3 separate regions of the Mus musculus genome follow, and all the other regions are linked to region 1. The links are chromatin contacts, called in public HiChIP or PLAC-seq and promoter capture Hi-C maps. All regions are on one chromosome and are shown on one strand. The core of a region is the stretch at or near the end of the contact, and the rest is flanking DNA. Distances in the headings are between cores, read along the strand shown. Region 1 overlaps Lrba (LPS-responsive beige-like anchor). Region 2 has its middle 5.5 kb from the start of Gm23025. Region 3 holds the start of Lrba (LPS-responsive beige-like anchor).

Region 1 (5,012 bases), core at 1,369-3,868:
GGCCAGTCTGGTCTATAGATCAAGTTCCAGGACAGCCAGGACTACACAGAGAAACCCTGTCTCAGAAAACAAAAACAAAAAAACATTAAAAAAAAAAAAAAAAAAAAAAGAAGAAGGGAGGGAGGGAGAAAGGGGAGGAGAGAGGGACAAAGGGAGGGAGGGAGGGAGAGAGGGAGGGAGGGAGGGAGAGAGAAAAGGGGAAAAGCTACATAGTATCTTTAGATACCAGTCTTTAATTGAGAACTTAGACTTTTGGATATTGTTTTGCATGTTCCAGGTTGAAATGATTTTTTCAGTTTCCTTAACATCTTAGTTGTAATTTTGTCCTACTGACTCACTTCCTTTTAAAGCCATGCTGAATATTGAGGGCAGGCGTTCCGTAATTTGTAGACTCTAGACTTTTCAATGGAAAATGTTAACTATTTAACTAGAGTGACATAGAGGGGCTGCAATACCTAATTCTTTAGATGAGTCTATAAATGACATCACAGTGTTAGTCAGGCAGAATCGCCACACCAAGGACTTGTTTTTTGTTTCTAACACTGTTATGTGAAGTGCACTCTTCCTGGGTTTGAAGCCCTGTCTGTCTGTGTGTACACTGCCTAGGTTCTTATGCACTGTTCTCAGTCCTCCCATTAAACCACTATAATCTTGATTTCATCATCACCTCAAAGGAAGTTTCATCATTCAGAGAATGAGAGCAAAGAAAGAGTGGCAGGGTTTGAATTGCAACCATGATAAACTGTTACTTTGATCAAAAGTTAGTCCATGGAGTCCTGGTTTGGAAAAGTAGAAACTCTCTTCAAGGTGACCTAAGAACAAAAGAGCTTCCATATATATCATGAACTCAGGCGAGACTGCGAGTGAGCCAAGCCCTGGAAGTCAGCAGGCTTTGGGTTTGTGTCACAGAGTAACTCAAGAAAGTGTTAAATGGCTCCAGTGTAAGTGTTCTCCTGGGCTGCTTTAACCAGAAAATATTATTCTTTAGTAATTTATAGTAGCTGTTCATAAGGATATGGTGTCCTCATACCCAAGTATTTGTTGAAATAGTTTTAACATATGCCTTTCTAAAATCTTATCACTATTCAATTGATTTTTCTCACTATTATAAGTAGCATTTAAAAACAAACAAAAAAACCCTGCCAGGTCAGAACGTTCTAAGATCTGAATTGTCACGGCAGCATTGTCTTGCGGGTTATGTATTTGATAGAAGTTTGCCTTGTCTTTTAATTGTGCCTTAAAGAAAAATTGTTTTATATTTCAGGAAAATTGATCCAAGTGGTGTTTGGCCATTGGGATGTTGTCACTTGCCTAGCTCGCTCTGAGTCGTACATAGGGGGAAATTGTTACATCCTCTCGGGGTCACGTGACGCAACTCTTCTTCTGTGGTACTGGAATGGGAAGAGCAGCGGGATTGGAGATAACCCTGGCGGTAAGTACAAGCTTGTTTTTAAAGTGAGCTTTCTACATCATATAGAAGACTAGCACCTTGGGTAGAAGCTCTTCCATCATGGTGAGAATGAAACTGAATCACCCAAGTAGCTGATTTCTAAATTCACTGATAATTCATGTTCATATGTGAACCCCTTGTTTTCATGTTATACCCATGCTTGGCTGCACTAGTGTCACCAGCTAAAGTAGAGGTGTTCTCATGAACAATATAACCTGTAACATAAAAGAGAAATTACATATTTTCTTGTTGATTGAATTCATGTTTTAAAAAAGAAAATTAAAAGTTATAATTCCGGAAATCTACAACTTTATAATACTTTCATTTACATATTAAAAGATAAAACAGGTCATAAAAGGCCAATATGGAAGATTCAAATCGGCTCCTGGCTTTTCAGATGGGAAATGGAAATGTTCACCAACAGCATTAAATTCCTTCAGAAACTGCTGAAGGCAGTAAAACAACAACAAAAAAATGTGTAACCATTTAAAATTGTAATTCACAGAAGGCAAAAAAGGAAACAGCCACCATTAAAATCAACCGCACACAGCTGCAGTCAAGAGATGGCTTTAAAAAACACATTAAGAAGTAGGAAAAACAATTAAAGGGACCACCTGAAAAATGAGAATTTAATTAAAATGATTATGACAACAGAGAAGAGTTCCTGTAAGAATAGCTATAGATTTCTATCTCATAAGGTAGACTCTGTGACTGTTCTTAAATATTTACCGTGTTTTAATTGAGAGCTGCTTGCAGTGTATTTGGCTAAGGAAAGCTCATGTTATTACCTGAATACTGCACCTTGTCTGGGTGTAAATGTATTTCACCTTGTCACATTTTCGATTGACTTCTCTGGGTTGTGAAAAAAATGGGTAGTACTTGTGTGACAGTGAACACTTTGTTCAAAAAATGCTAATATTTATTTCGTAAAATGCAAAGTTTTTTTAAAGCTATTTTTTTTCTTTTTATGCACTTGAGAGATTTTTGCATTAGATCACAAACATTGTATTCAGTTAATATCTAATGGACCTATTTCTGACTTTAATCAAAGATAATCTTATATGTGAATAGAATAGAAAAAAGTTAAAGTTCTGATACTGTGGGCAATCCAGTCTCAGCGGTCAGAGTGAGCTGTAGTGTGTGTTTGTACTTTGGGGAAGTGTGCTTTGTGCACATCTCTGACTTACACAGACAACTCTGCTTTATATATAATTACAATTAACGTAAAAGGATAGAACACTCGGGGGCTTGGATTTTCTAAATATATACTATGACCCTTTGATTGCTGTGGTGGCCTCTGATGCCTCTCCCGTCCTGGCCTCCTAGATTGAGTGACTACTTTCAGTTTCTCTTTTCCTGTTTTTCTAAATATAAGAGTAATTATATCAGGCAAACCTAAATTTGGTAATACATAAATCTACCAGTTTGTTATTTGTCTCTCAAAGAATTTAGGAAAGCCTTTTTCTTGCCTTACAACGTTTTGTGCATGTATAGCAGTTTGTACCCACGAAGACAGATATGTGAGTCTTTGTTTTTCACTCATCGTGATTACCTTCTCTATGATACGCAGTTTCCAGCCTTGTGTATTCTGAGAAACAGCTAAAGCCCTACTGGCTATTCCTGCATGGAACTGTATAGCATTTCAGAGATTTAATTATGTTTTAAAATTAGAAAACTTTAGATTTTCAGAGTATTTTATATCTACTTACACATTAAATGATATATGCATGTATTTAAATATGTTGTTTATTTAAGTACCTTACAAATTGCCCTAGAGATGGTTTTTGTATGTATGTCATTTAAATAGTGAATCAAGAAGGAGTGATCAAACACTGAGATTCACTGTAAGAGAAATCTAAGTTCCTGGCTCTGCTGTGCCTCCCCCCCCCCTTTCTCTCTCTCTCTCTTCTCTCTCTCTCTCCCTCTCTCTCTCTCTCTCCCTCTCTCTTGTCTGTAAAATAAAGCAATGGTAGGAACTGTTATCAGAGGCACAAGGTGTTCAGCAGACATAAATCACTTCACAGACTCCATCTTGGCTACATATTAAAATGTTGCATGCAATGTCCACCATTCTCTCGTCTGAAACATGGTGGGCAGTAACACCTAGAAATGTACACAATGAAGAAGAGAAAAAAACAGAAACACAGAACATCTAATACAATTTTCAGAAAACTGTAATGTATTTTGAATAACTTATATTACCTCATCTTTTCTGGCCCTTTTATAATATCTGATGCTCCAATTCAATTTCACTTTACCTTTGAAGAACGAGTCTGTAAGAAAGACAAACAGGTACTTTTTCTTACTCTGAGAATTTATACACATTAGGGAAAAAGATTAAAAAGCCAATCTAAGCTTTTAAAAACAAATAGCAGACAGTCTCAACTGGTTCAGTTCTCTGATCCTCTGGCACAGCGAAAGCTGTGAGCAGCCACTGAAGGCTGAAGCCGATGCCTCAGATGAGCGAGCGTCCAGACTCCTGCCTCCGCTATGTCTCAAAGCGACAGGAAGACCCCTGAGAACGGCCACATGCTGGCATGCACACACTTGTAGGATGGCTGGTAAATACACAGGAGTACTTTAACCTCAATATTTTTATTACATGAAAGGAAACAAAAAAAGAGGTGGAGAGCATCCTATTGCTTTTTTCTGCATTTTATAGTTCCTAGGTTCAGCAATTTAATTTTATTTTAAATTCTAAAATTACAAGAAGAGTTAGTGATTTTACTTGCAAGGATCATAAGCAAGAGCCAAATACCATTTTCTTCAAATCTAATAATTGTTGCTATATAGAGAGTTGGTAGCTGTGTAACTATTTTAACCTAATGTTATACAATGTTAATATGTGTATTAGTTGGATAAAAATCAGGGTAACTCAACTTGGATAAAACCTATAAATAGTATAATTTGGAGCTTTAAAAATGACTTGGATGTTTTATGAAACCTGTCTAGATCATGCAGCCAAAGGCTTGCTCTCCGCAGGCAGACAGGCCGTTTTTCACCTTTGGCTCTATTGTCTTGCGATGGTTATCTGCTGTGGAATGCAGCTTTCCAATAAGAAGGCTGAAAATAGTCTTCCACTTGGTTGTGGATGGTTTTTGTAACATTAACCAGGACCATTTCAACGAAAGGTGTTTTCTGCAGAAAGCTCCGCACCTTGTGAGCTCACCCCAGTCCGCTCTCTTAGGCCAAGATTCCTCCAGTGAAAGGTTTTCCCTTCAGAACAATGCAGGCCGGACCAGACCACCTCCTCCAAATTCTCAGAAAGTATGCTCCTTTGGTTCACTAAATTGGTATTTAAATTAAACACTTCCAACTTTGGCATGATTGTCCTTATACAAACAAGATGAAAACATACAACAGTTATTATTTATTCACTAATTTATATTACACTCATAAATCATAAACTGGGATTTAGAAACTAACCATGTATGCCACACTTTTAGGTTTCAAAGTAATTTTTCTTTACAGCCTCAGTCTATTAGCTTTTGGAACAAATGGTTGCCGAATGTGAGGGTGCTGCATAGATTTGTGTGTGTACTATTTCAGTAAAGTACTTTAA
Region 2 (5,012 bases), core at 980-3,479, 560 kb before region 1:
AAGCTAAAGGGATCTGCAACCCTATAGGTGGAACAACATTATGAACTAACCAGTACCCCGGAGCTCTTGACTCTAGCTGCATATGTATCAAAAGATGGCCTAGGCGGCCATCACTGGAAAGAGAGGCCCATTGGACTTGCAAACTTTATATGCCCCAGTACAGGGGAACGCCAGGGCCAAAAAAGGGGAGTGGGTGGGTAGGGGAGTGGGGGTGGGTGGCTATGGGGGACTTTTGGTATAGCATTGGAAATGTAAATGAGCTAAATACCTAATAAAAAATGGAAAATAAATGTAAATGAAATAAATACCCAATAAAAAAGAAAAAAAGAATACAGCTTTTGCTGTACATATGCAGCTAGAAAAAAAAAGATTAAAAAGAATGTAAAGTAGGGCTGGGGATATACATAGTTTGTTGGTTGTGGTAGTTTGAATAGGTTAGGTCCCCACAGACTCATGTGTTTGAATGTTTGGCCCACAGGGAGTGACATTATTAGGAGGTGTGTTCCTGTTAGATTGGGTGTAGCCTTGTTGGAGGAAGTGTGTCACTATGGGGGGTAGTCTTTGAGGTCCAATGCTCAAGCTCTGCCCAACACAGAGAGGAACCTCTTCTTGGATTACTTTGGATCAAGATGTAGAACTCAGTTCTGTCTCCAACACCATGTCTGCCTGGTGCAGCAGTTATGCCTATAATTTCAGCACTGGTTAGGAGGAGATAGGATCCATTCCTATAGTTTGCTTGTTAGGCAGATAAACTAAATTGGTGTGCTCAAGGTTCAGTGAAAGACCTTGTCTCAAAAAATAAGGTGGTATGGAGGGAAATACCTTTAATATTGGTAATGTGGCAGGCAGATCTTTGTGAGTTCAAGGCCAGCTTATCTACAAGACTCAGATGCCTAGGTCTGACCATTGAGCTCCATGTGTACCTGTACATATGCACACAAAAATATGCCTATACAATGCACACACACACACACACACACACACACACACACACACACACAGAGAGAGAGATAGAGATAGAGAGAGAGAGAGACTTTGCATTTCTGTTAAAGAAAATAAAACACTTGTCTAATAACCCTGGTTGAAATAAGAGTAAAGCCCAGAAGAGCTAGGCGTTTTCTTCTTTCTTTCTTTCTTTCTTTCTTTCTTTCTTTCTTTCTTTCTTTCTTTCTTTCTTTCTTTCTTTCTTTCTTTCTCTCTCTCTCTCTCTCTCTCTCTCTCTCTCTCTCTCTCTCTCTCTCTTTCTTTTTCTTTTTTCTTTCGAGATAGGGTTTCTCTGTATAGCCCTGGCTGTCCTGGAACTCACTCTGAAGGAGTGCACCACCACACCCAGCAGGAGTTTTACTTTTCATGGGGCAGTGGTGGCACAAACCTTTAATCTCAGCACTCAGGAGGCAGAGACAGTCCCATCTCTGTCAGTTCAAAGCCAGCCTGGTCTACAGGTGCAAGTTTGTTTGTTTGTTTGTTTGTTTTAATTAAAAAATGTTTTATTTCACAAAAGATAAAATGAGAAGAAAGGCACATAGAGACTTACATTTAAACTATTTGTAGAAATAGAACAGGAGAGTGAAATATTCCCTGTGGAGCAGAAAGCATAGTTTGTTTACACTGTGGTGAGAGGTTTAGGACAGAGGATAATCACAGCAGAAATTCTCTGTTCAGAAGCTAGCTGAGCAAGAGATAATTCCTACAATTAGCGTACCGCGGCACCAGGGGCGGCTCGGATCACTGTGCCGAACCGCCCACGATGTGCCAGCCGGATCTCAGCCGCACAGCAAGAGCAAGGATCACAAACTACACCAGCGGTGGCACTCGGAATGCTTAAAAGGAACAGTTAGGAAGCTTTTCTCACTTACCAGCACTTTACTGGGAATGTAAAAACTGCGCACAAAGATCCCTTATAGTTAAAAACAATCATCTATCGGTGTGAAACGTGGTCCTGACCTGAGACCTACCATGTCCACACCCCACGTTTAACTAACCTCAAGTAGAAAACATTTAAAACATTGCATCTGTGTTGAACATTCAGCTCTTGGTACAGCATTTACGTTACACTGGGCACTAGCAGTTTAGCTAAAGTAATCTAGAGATTAAATAAATTATGCAGGCTCTGTAACACTAGCCATTTTAAATAAAGGATGTGAGCATCCTGCTGTCTGCAGGGGCTCCTAGAACAACCCTGCTATGCACCAAAGGAAACAGTGTACTTTGATAACTAAGGAAACACTATGAAGAAATAAAGCCCATCTGTAAACCCACAGACTTATATTTACAACAGGATGTGGCCTTCCCATCTGACTGACGGCAACTGAATTCTTCTAGCTGCTTAAGCACGAAACTTTAAAATTAGCCCTACTTCTCCCTTTCTTTCATATTTTAGACTTCAAACCCATACTCAAAATATATATCTTCAGAGTTTGAGCACTTTCTAACATTTCTGCTGCAAAGACCGAGGTCAAAACCATGACGTGCTTTTGGCATGCTTAGCTTAGAAGGCAACAACTCTTTTCATAGTTTCTTAGAGAATTTTTATCTTGAAGGGTTACTGAAGGCTTTTCTGTATTGATTACAATGTTCATATGACCCCTGCTCTTGAATCTATTTATAAAAATGCTTATTGATTTCCATATATTGAACCAAAGTTGCATCCCTGGAATGAAACTTAGTTGGTCAAGTGGGTACTGCTTAATGGATTCTGGAGTTTGATTTACAAAAATTTCATTGAGCATTTTTGCATCTATAGTAATTAGGGAAATATTTACAATTGCTATACCTTCTTAGATGAACTTTCCCTTTATTAAGATGTTTGGTTGGGCAGTGGTGGCACACGCCTGTAATCCCAGCACTTGGGAGGCAGAGGCAGGCAGATTTCTGAGTTCAAGGCCAGCCTGATCTACAGAGGGAGTTCCAGGACAGCCAGGGCTACACAGAGAAACCGTGTCTCAAAACACCAAAAAAAAAAAAAAAAAAAAAAAAGAAAAAAGATGTAGTAGTTTTTATCTCTTCTTTTTTGGTTCAAGTCTCTTCTCAGACATCTGTATAGATATATTGATTTGGTTTTGGTTTCTATTTGCTTGATAAAATGTTTTTTATTATCTCTCTTTTTTTTAAGATTTAGTTTATTTATATGTTTACACTGTAACTGTTTCCAGACACACCAGAAGAGGGTGTCAGATCCCTCTACAGATGGTTATGAGCCACCATGTGGTTGCTGGAAATTGAACTCAGGACCTTTGGAAGAGCAGACAGTGCTCTTAACCACTGAGCCATCTCTCCAGCCCCATGTTTTTTATTCTTTAATTCTTAAGTCTTTGGATTTTTTTTTTCTTTTTAAACTCATGAGATATGTTTTTTAGAGACCACAGAGAATAGGATCTAAGTTTTAAATCTAGCCAGCCAGTCTATGTCTCTTTTTGGCAAGTTGTTACTGAGAAGTATTTACTAATTCCTATAATGTTGTTGCTTTTCTCATAGGCTGGATTATTGTTTGACTTTATCTTCTTCCCCATTAGGATTAAGGATCTGCTGGTTGACTGTGAAGACATGATGGCTCCTAGCTCTCTCATCTACTCCTCTCTACATTTATTCTTGTTCTTTTGCAACTGAGAGTCCTCCTTCTGTACACATTACTCTTCTCCATGGATTATTCTGTAACACTGGATCAGTGATAATGAGTTCCCTTACTTTGTGCTTGTATTGATAGGTGATTATTTTCCTATAAAATTTAAAATGTAGTAGGTTTATTAGATATGGATCTTGGTTGGTAGTTATAACTTTTAGGGCTTCAGATATATTATTTGAGCTTTCTTAACTTTTAGAAATGCTGACAAGATATCTGATGCTATTCTGACATTTCTATCTTTGTAGATGACTTGGTATTTTTTCCCTTACAGCTTTTAATAAAGTTTCTTTGTGCCGGGCAAGATGGCACACGCCTTTAATATCAGCACTCAGGAGGCAGAAGCAGGCAGATTTCTGAGTTCGAGGCCAGCTTAGTCTACAAAGTAAGTTCCAGGGCAGCCAGGGCTATACAGAGAAACCCTGTCTCAAAAAACCTAATAATAATAATAATTACTATTATTATTATTATTATATTTCTTTACTTTGCATTTTTGACATCTTGAGTATAATACATTATAGATTCTTCTTTGCTTACATCTATTCAGAGGTCTCAATGGCTCTTGTATTTCGATATCCCTATTTTCCCTCTAGATTTGAGGAATTTTCTGCTTTGATTCTTGTGCCTTTAGTTTTATTTCAGATCCTTCATCTATCTCATGGGTCTTTGAATCTTATTCCTTAATCATATTCTAGAGTTTTTAGATGATGTACTCCTGTGAGTTTCATGTTAACTTTTCCTTATTGGTGTTGGAATGCAATATTTCACCAGGCTTGTTCTCTATTCATCACAGCCTTCTCTTCTCGCTCAAGCCAACTGGTGATGCTTCCCACTGTGTGTGTATACACCCAGGATGTGTGTATATGTGTGTGTCTATTTATATGTGGTTCCCCTTAGAAAGAGTTTTACTATAGCTCAGAATGACCTTGAACTTGCCTTAACCTTCCACCTCCAGCCATGTGCTGGAATTACAGCTGTGTACCATCATACTTTGAAGTATATTTCTTATAACTTGAAAATATCAATACCTGTAATAAAATAAACTAATTACCAGAGGGAAGTATTATGTTGGATCACTATTTCAGAGGTTTCGGGCCACCACTGAGTGACTCCATTGTCTTGGGCCTGGAGTGACACAGAACATAATGGTGGAAGAGCCTGGCAGAAAGTGTATGCTCACATCATAGTTGAGAAGCAATGAGAGAGGAAATAGCCAGTGTTTCAATCTACCTTTTACTTCCCCAATGACCTAACTTCCTCTCACCAGGTTCTGCTGCTTAAAGGCCTTCTTAGAGTCCTGACATGGTTCCAAAGCCTAAAGTTTCTTCCTGATATTCTTGACAATGTCTATGAGCCCCTATAAAATCAAAACACAAGTCTCCCAACAGTCAGG
Region 3 (5,012 bases), core at 1,509-4,008, 530 kb before region 1:
GAAGGCAAGCTTACCCTTGCTCCATTTTTCTCATTCTACCCCCCCCCCCTCACTTTCTCTTCCCCACATCCTCCCTTGTGTGTATAATACAGCTGAAACCGTATTATAAACTTAGCTGTAGATAGCTCATATGAAGGCTTTTGACTAGACTAACTTTCATTAGATCTAACTAATAAAAAACTGTTTTCATAATATCAAAATATCTATGGTAGCACAATTTTCCTCAATTCAAATGGTAGCAAGAGCTTTCAGGAAGAATTAAAGCAGGTCACTTCAGTGTTTGATTTAATCCCCATTAATATAGGATAGAGTATTTACAATATAGTTACATCAAGGAGCTTATGAATTGATGGGCAGTTTAGCCCAAAGTATCCCTCAGGATGGTGTACATCTAAACGGCAATCTACAGGGATTGTACTTTAACCAGGGCTGGGCTAGCCCAAGTTTTCTCTTCTGCATTTACTGTACTTCTTTCGGCAGTAAAACTACTAAGAAAAGTAGGTGGTGACAAAAGTGCTGGGAAATGATTTTTTAAAGTGTGTAATTTGTTTTGAAATAGTTAAGTAGTTGTCTTGTAACAGCTTTTGCTTCCCAGGTAAAGGAGCATTACCAATAATCTCAAAAATGCATGAGACACGTACCTTATCCTGGATCCTTGAGACTGTGTGACTTGAAAAGGGTTTGACTGTGACCATTTTCATTCTTACCATCCATCTGCTTTTATTAGAAGGTATTCATCAACAAATTATTAGTGCCTATAAACTAGATATAGTAACTTAAACTATCTGCCAAATCCAAGGATGCAAAATCTTACCAGATGACTTTGGTAGCCTAATCATGGCTCCCACATTCAAAATAGAAATTGGTAGAAGGTCAAGAAGGTCAAGTGAATGTTTTCTTGATCCTGCAGGGACATCTCACTCCCTTATTTCAGATTTACACACTGAGATCCAAGGAATTTGTTTGTTTGTTTGTTTTCCTTCTTCAGGGATTTCAGCAACAGGTGGCCAGTGATGTTAACTCTAACAGTAAAAGTTCACAAATCAGCAATTCACAGAATTAGAAAAATGTCTGCCTTATCTTTGGAATTTGTAAATCCATTCTGAGGCAACCTAATTTCTTTTAAGAAGCTTCCTTTTGAGTATTTAAAAAAGGTGCAATAAACTAAACACACTTCGTTGCTAGAATCTTTTCTGATGTTGCTTCTCTTAAGTATCCATGTGACAGCTAAAACGGTCTATTTTTCAAGGATGTTTCAAATAATACCTTTTCAAGTGAACCATTTCATTTCTCAAACTCATCTACGTTTCTTTGGATTCCTTCAGAGTACTTTGATTACTTCATCCCGTCATTTTTAGGAACCTGGGAGTATTTTAGTACTTTAAAGTCTTATCCCAGAGAATACTAATAGAACAACTACCTCCTCTATGTTCATTTTATTTTATACTAATGCACCAGGATCAATGCTTTGCCATCATCAGAGGCAGTGAAGAGAATGACAACATTAGACTATGACAATTTGTACTGGCTTCAAATCCTCATTTATATATATTTAAAAGCATCTATAATGAGGCAAACTTAACTTCCACACTGGGAAATTGAGAGGAACCCCCTTTCCCATTTCCAGCCCCCCCCCAACCCCCCCGGTGAATCCCGCCTCCACAGCTCCGAGCAGCTGTCTGAGGAATGAATCCTCTACTCCTTAGAATGTGGGAGAGCTTTGCTGGGGCGGCAGCTGCCAGGCAAGGAATCCTCCCAGTCGCTGTCCCTCCCCTCCGAGCAGCGGCAGCTGCCAGGGCATCCCAGTGGAAATCTTTCCCAGTTAGCGCCGCGGGCGGGCAGGCAGCAGCTGAGCTCAGTCAGGGGTGGAGACTGCTCCCCAGAGGCTCCAGCGCCGCCACCTCAACGACTCCTAAGTCCCTCAGGTGTCCTTCTCCAAGTCCAACACGAGGACACCTTGACAACGTGGGGCGGGTACCCTCGGCGCTCAGAGACCTGCTGTTGCACAGCACCCGCCTCCCGTTCGTCGCCAAAGCACAGTCTGGGCGAAGAGTGCGAGGGAAAAGCGCGCCGCTCGCGGCTCTACCTGAGCAGCGCGCTCTCGAGGCGCGCTCCCGCCCGCGTGGCACCTCCAGCGAGCGCGCGTGCTCTGCTCCGCCACTCACCCGCGATTCTCCGGGCCCGCCCGCACGTCCCCTACTAAGCCGCCTCCGCTAGGGCGCCCGCCCGCTCGCTCGCTCGCCCGCCCCACCACCCCGCGCGCTCGCGCTCGCGCACGCGCACGCCGCGCCCGGCGGCCCTCGGCGCTGTCATGGCGGCGAGGAGCAGCTTCAGTAGGCATAGGGGTAGTCCCGCGCGCCGTAGCCCGGCGTTCTGTGGCAGTAGCATCCTCGGCCACCGCGGCGGCACGAGCCGCGGCGTCGCCCCCGCCTGCAGTAGCTGCGTTTGCAAGGGCTGAGCGCAGGGGTGGGGCGGCCTAGGGAAGCACGGAGTTCTAGGCAGCCGCCGGGCTCCCGGGGAGCGGACTAGGGAAACTTGAAGGCTGCGACCAGGTGCCTTGACCTTTCTCTCCCCGGTCCCGTCCCGGTCCCTGTCCCCGTCCCCGCAGGCGCGTCGGGCCTGCCTTCCCGCCCCAGCACACACCTCCCTTCCTCTCCTCAGCCGAGCTCAGGTGCCCGGGCGAGGTGCTCCACTCCTCCCCCTGGGCCGAGCGCTGAGGAGAATCACCGCCCCCTTCCCCCGCCTTTTCCTGCCCTGGATCTCCGCCGCCACCTCCGTCTCGCTGCGCCCCGGCGGGGGTGAGGACGAGGCCGGAGTCTCCGGGTGAGGAGGAACTTTGGACCTCAGTGGTCGCAGGGGCCCCCCGTCCTCTGCCGGCGACAGTCCCCCGCGGTGCACCTGCCCGCGCCCACCACCTGCGCGGGCTGGGGGGGGGGGGGGAGGAGTGAGCCTGCTCGCCGGCCTGGAGGACCCGCCTTCGGCGGAGCGGGCGATGGAGCCCGGGAGGAGCGGCCGGCCGGCTGGCCCTTGGGGTGCCCTTAGTAACTTATTTGACAGACAGTAACTATTTCCCTCTCCTCCCTAAAAAATCCCACGACAGACCTACCCTATTTAACAGATGTTTAATCTTCCAATAGGCTTTGGCGTTGTTGTCAGCCTCCGGGAGAGAGATTGGACAAATAGTCTCCAAGAGGAGGAGGGCGACGACCAAGGACTTTCCTGCTTTTTTGGGTTTCTCCGCAAGTTGGAACAGAGACCCTTTTTGGTTTAGCGTTTGCGTGTGTGTTGGTGCCTCTTCTCCGTGCAGCGACTGCTGGCCCAGGGTGACTCTGACTTGTCCTTTCTCGTGAACTAGTCATGGCTAGTGAAGACAATCGTGCCCCTTCCCGGCCACCAACAGGTGATGACGGGGGAGGTGGAGGGAAAGAAGAAACCCCTACGGAAGGGGGTGCGCTGTCTCTGAAGCCGGGGCTCCCCATCAGGGGCATCAGAATGAAATTCGCCGTGCTGACGGGGTTGGTTGAAGTTGGAGAAGTGTCCAATAGGGATATTGTAGAAACTGTCTTTAACCTGGTAAGTAGATCAATATTTTATAAGCATATACTTTTCTCGGTGAGTTGGGGAGCAAGACGAAGTTGGGGTCATGTGCTTCACTCAATCTAATGGCTTTTTCCACGGATAGACACAAAATTCTACTTGACCTAAATGGAGCAATTACTTGTATTTCAGTTTAAAGAGAATTATGCAAAATTTGATGCTTCAGGTTTTCAATGAACATGAACAGATCACCTTTGTGCTAATTAAGCAAGTGTTGATGTGGAAGTATATTTGTGTGTGTATGTGTGTGCATGTGTGTGTGTAGTCAGGTGTTCAATGGAGAATTTGGATGTAACTTTTTTTTCCTCTTGGAGTGTATGTTTAAGCCTGCGATTTTTCTCTTTAATATTTTGAATAAATGACTTTTTTTTTTTTGGACTTGGGAGCTAATGTAAGTTTTTGCCTAAGTTATGTTTTGCTATAGTTAGTTTTAAATACAGAATTCATGTTCATAGTGCTGATATAGGCTAACTTGTAAATTAGTATTTTTAAAATTCTGGCTACTTTTAGTTTTAGAAATAACTAACCAAGGTTGAATTTTGCAGTGGGTTTAGGGTTATCTTGTGATAATTGAATGTCAATTTGAAAAAGGCCTGAGGCAGCCACAGTGTGAGCTTGATACTTTTGTAAATTTGTGTTTATCATTGAAACAAACTTGGTCATTGGAAGTTGTTGATTATACTATGGTGGGCAATGGCTTATTTTAAGTGGATATGAGATACTTTCTTTTTTTCTTTTTCCATTCCATTTTTAGAAATTAGTTTTAGTGGAGCCTTTAGACTTTAGTTTTCTGTTGCTTATAAACTTAAAAGAGTTGAAACCGAGTTTGGTTTTAAAATAATTTTCTCTCATTCAACCAGTGTTAGAAGATAATACAAGGTGCCAGATATAAATGTGCAGTAGTTGTAATAACTGTTTAGTAGCCATTCTTTTTACCTCTATATTTTTGAGGTTAGACTGTTTTATTCCCGGCAGTTAATTATTTCCTTCATTAGGCTTTTACTGTTAGTCCGGTTATTTGCAATACAGATTATAGAATGACAAAATAGGTATAGGTGATATAGGTATAGGCACTTACTTTTGAAGCGTAAAACTTTAAGCTATATTTTATTTCTTTATTATTGTATTATGATTTTTGATATACTGAAAGATACATACATATATACACATTTTTGAAACTATTATTGAAACATATATATAATATATGCATATTATATATATTAGAATAGTGTAGTGATCTCTGGGTATCCATCATCCAACTTTACTACTTTGGGGATCTTGTGTTTGAACTTTCAACAGTGAGCTTCCAGATGAAACGCAAATTCATCTATTCCTTTTCCACAAAAAACTAATTTTTTAAAATGTAATCTTGGTTTCTCTTTCTGAACCTAATGTAGTTTGGATGTACAGAAATC

The links. Promoter capture Hi-C pulls out the DNA fragments that hold promoters and counts their contacts. HiChIP or PLAC-seq counts read pairs in DNA pulled down with a chosen protein or histone mark.
Region 2: an H3K27ac HiChIP or PLAC-seq map of large pre-B cells shows a contact between it and region 1, with 4 times the contacts expected there. The contact joins two enhancer-like sites. A contact is called at or near these places in 2 of 115 datasets of contacts at active chromatin or transcription factors (acute myeloid leukemia and large pre-B cells) and 1 of 9 other capture datasets (embryonic stem cells).
Region 3: a promoter capture Hi-C map of pre-B cells shows a contact between it and region 1, with 7 times the contacts expected there. The contact joins the promoter of Lrba here to the enhancer-like site in region 1. A contact is called at or near these places in 16 of 39 promoter capture datasets (the 3T3-L1 cell line, 3T3-L1-derived adipocytes, the C10 cell line and 11 more), 1 of 484 Hi-C or Micro-C datasets (granulocyte-monocyte progenitors), 11 of 115 datasets of contacts at active chromatin or transcription factors (embryonic forebrain, embryonic limb bud, embryonic midbrain and 6 more) and 3 of 9 other capture datasets (adipose tissue, liver and pancreatic islet).

The regions. Positions count from the first base shown.
Region 1 is chr3:86,756,118-86,761,129 of GRCm38.p6, forward strand. Lrba (LPS-responsive beige-like anchor) reads left to right here. Exons shown (of 57, transcript NM_030695.2): 53 at 1,265-1,432. Among named protein-coding and RNA genes, the nearest start is that of Gm52625, 8.4 kb to the left of the region's middle. Within about 2 kb of position 2,619, at least 46 of the 459 cell types and tissues checked have an H3K27ac peak or open chromatin away from gene starts, as enhancers often do. A contact at or near this core is called in granulocyte-monocyte progenitors, hematopoietic stem and progenitor cells, memory CD8 T cells and 2 more, where this site is marked.
Region 2 is chr3:86,194,447-86,199,458 of GRCm38.p6, forward strand. No RefSeq gene overlaps it. Among named protein-coding and RNA genes, the nearest start is that of Gm23025, 5.5 kb to the left of the region's middle. Within about 2 kb of position 2,230, at least 48 of the 459 cell types and tissues checked have an H3K27ac peak or open chromatin away from gene starts, as enhancers often do.
Region 3 is chr3:86,221,932-86,226,943 of GRCm38.p6, forward strand. Lrba (LPS-responsive beige-like anchor) reads left to right here and starts at 2,759. Exons shown (of 57, transcript NM_030695.2): 1 at 2,759-2,823; 2 at 3,138-3,573. The coding sequence starts at 3,358.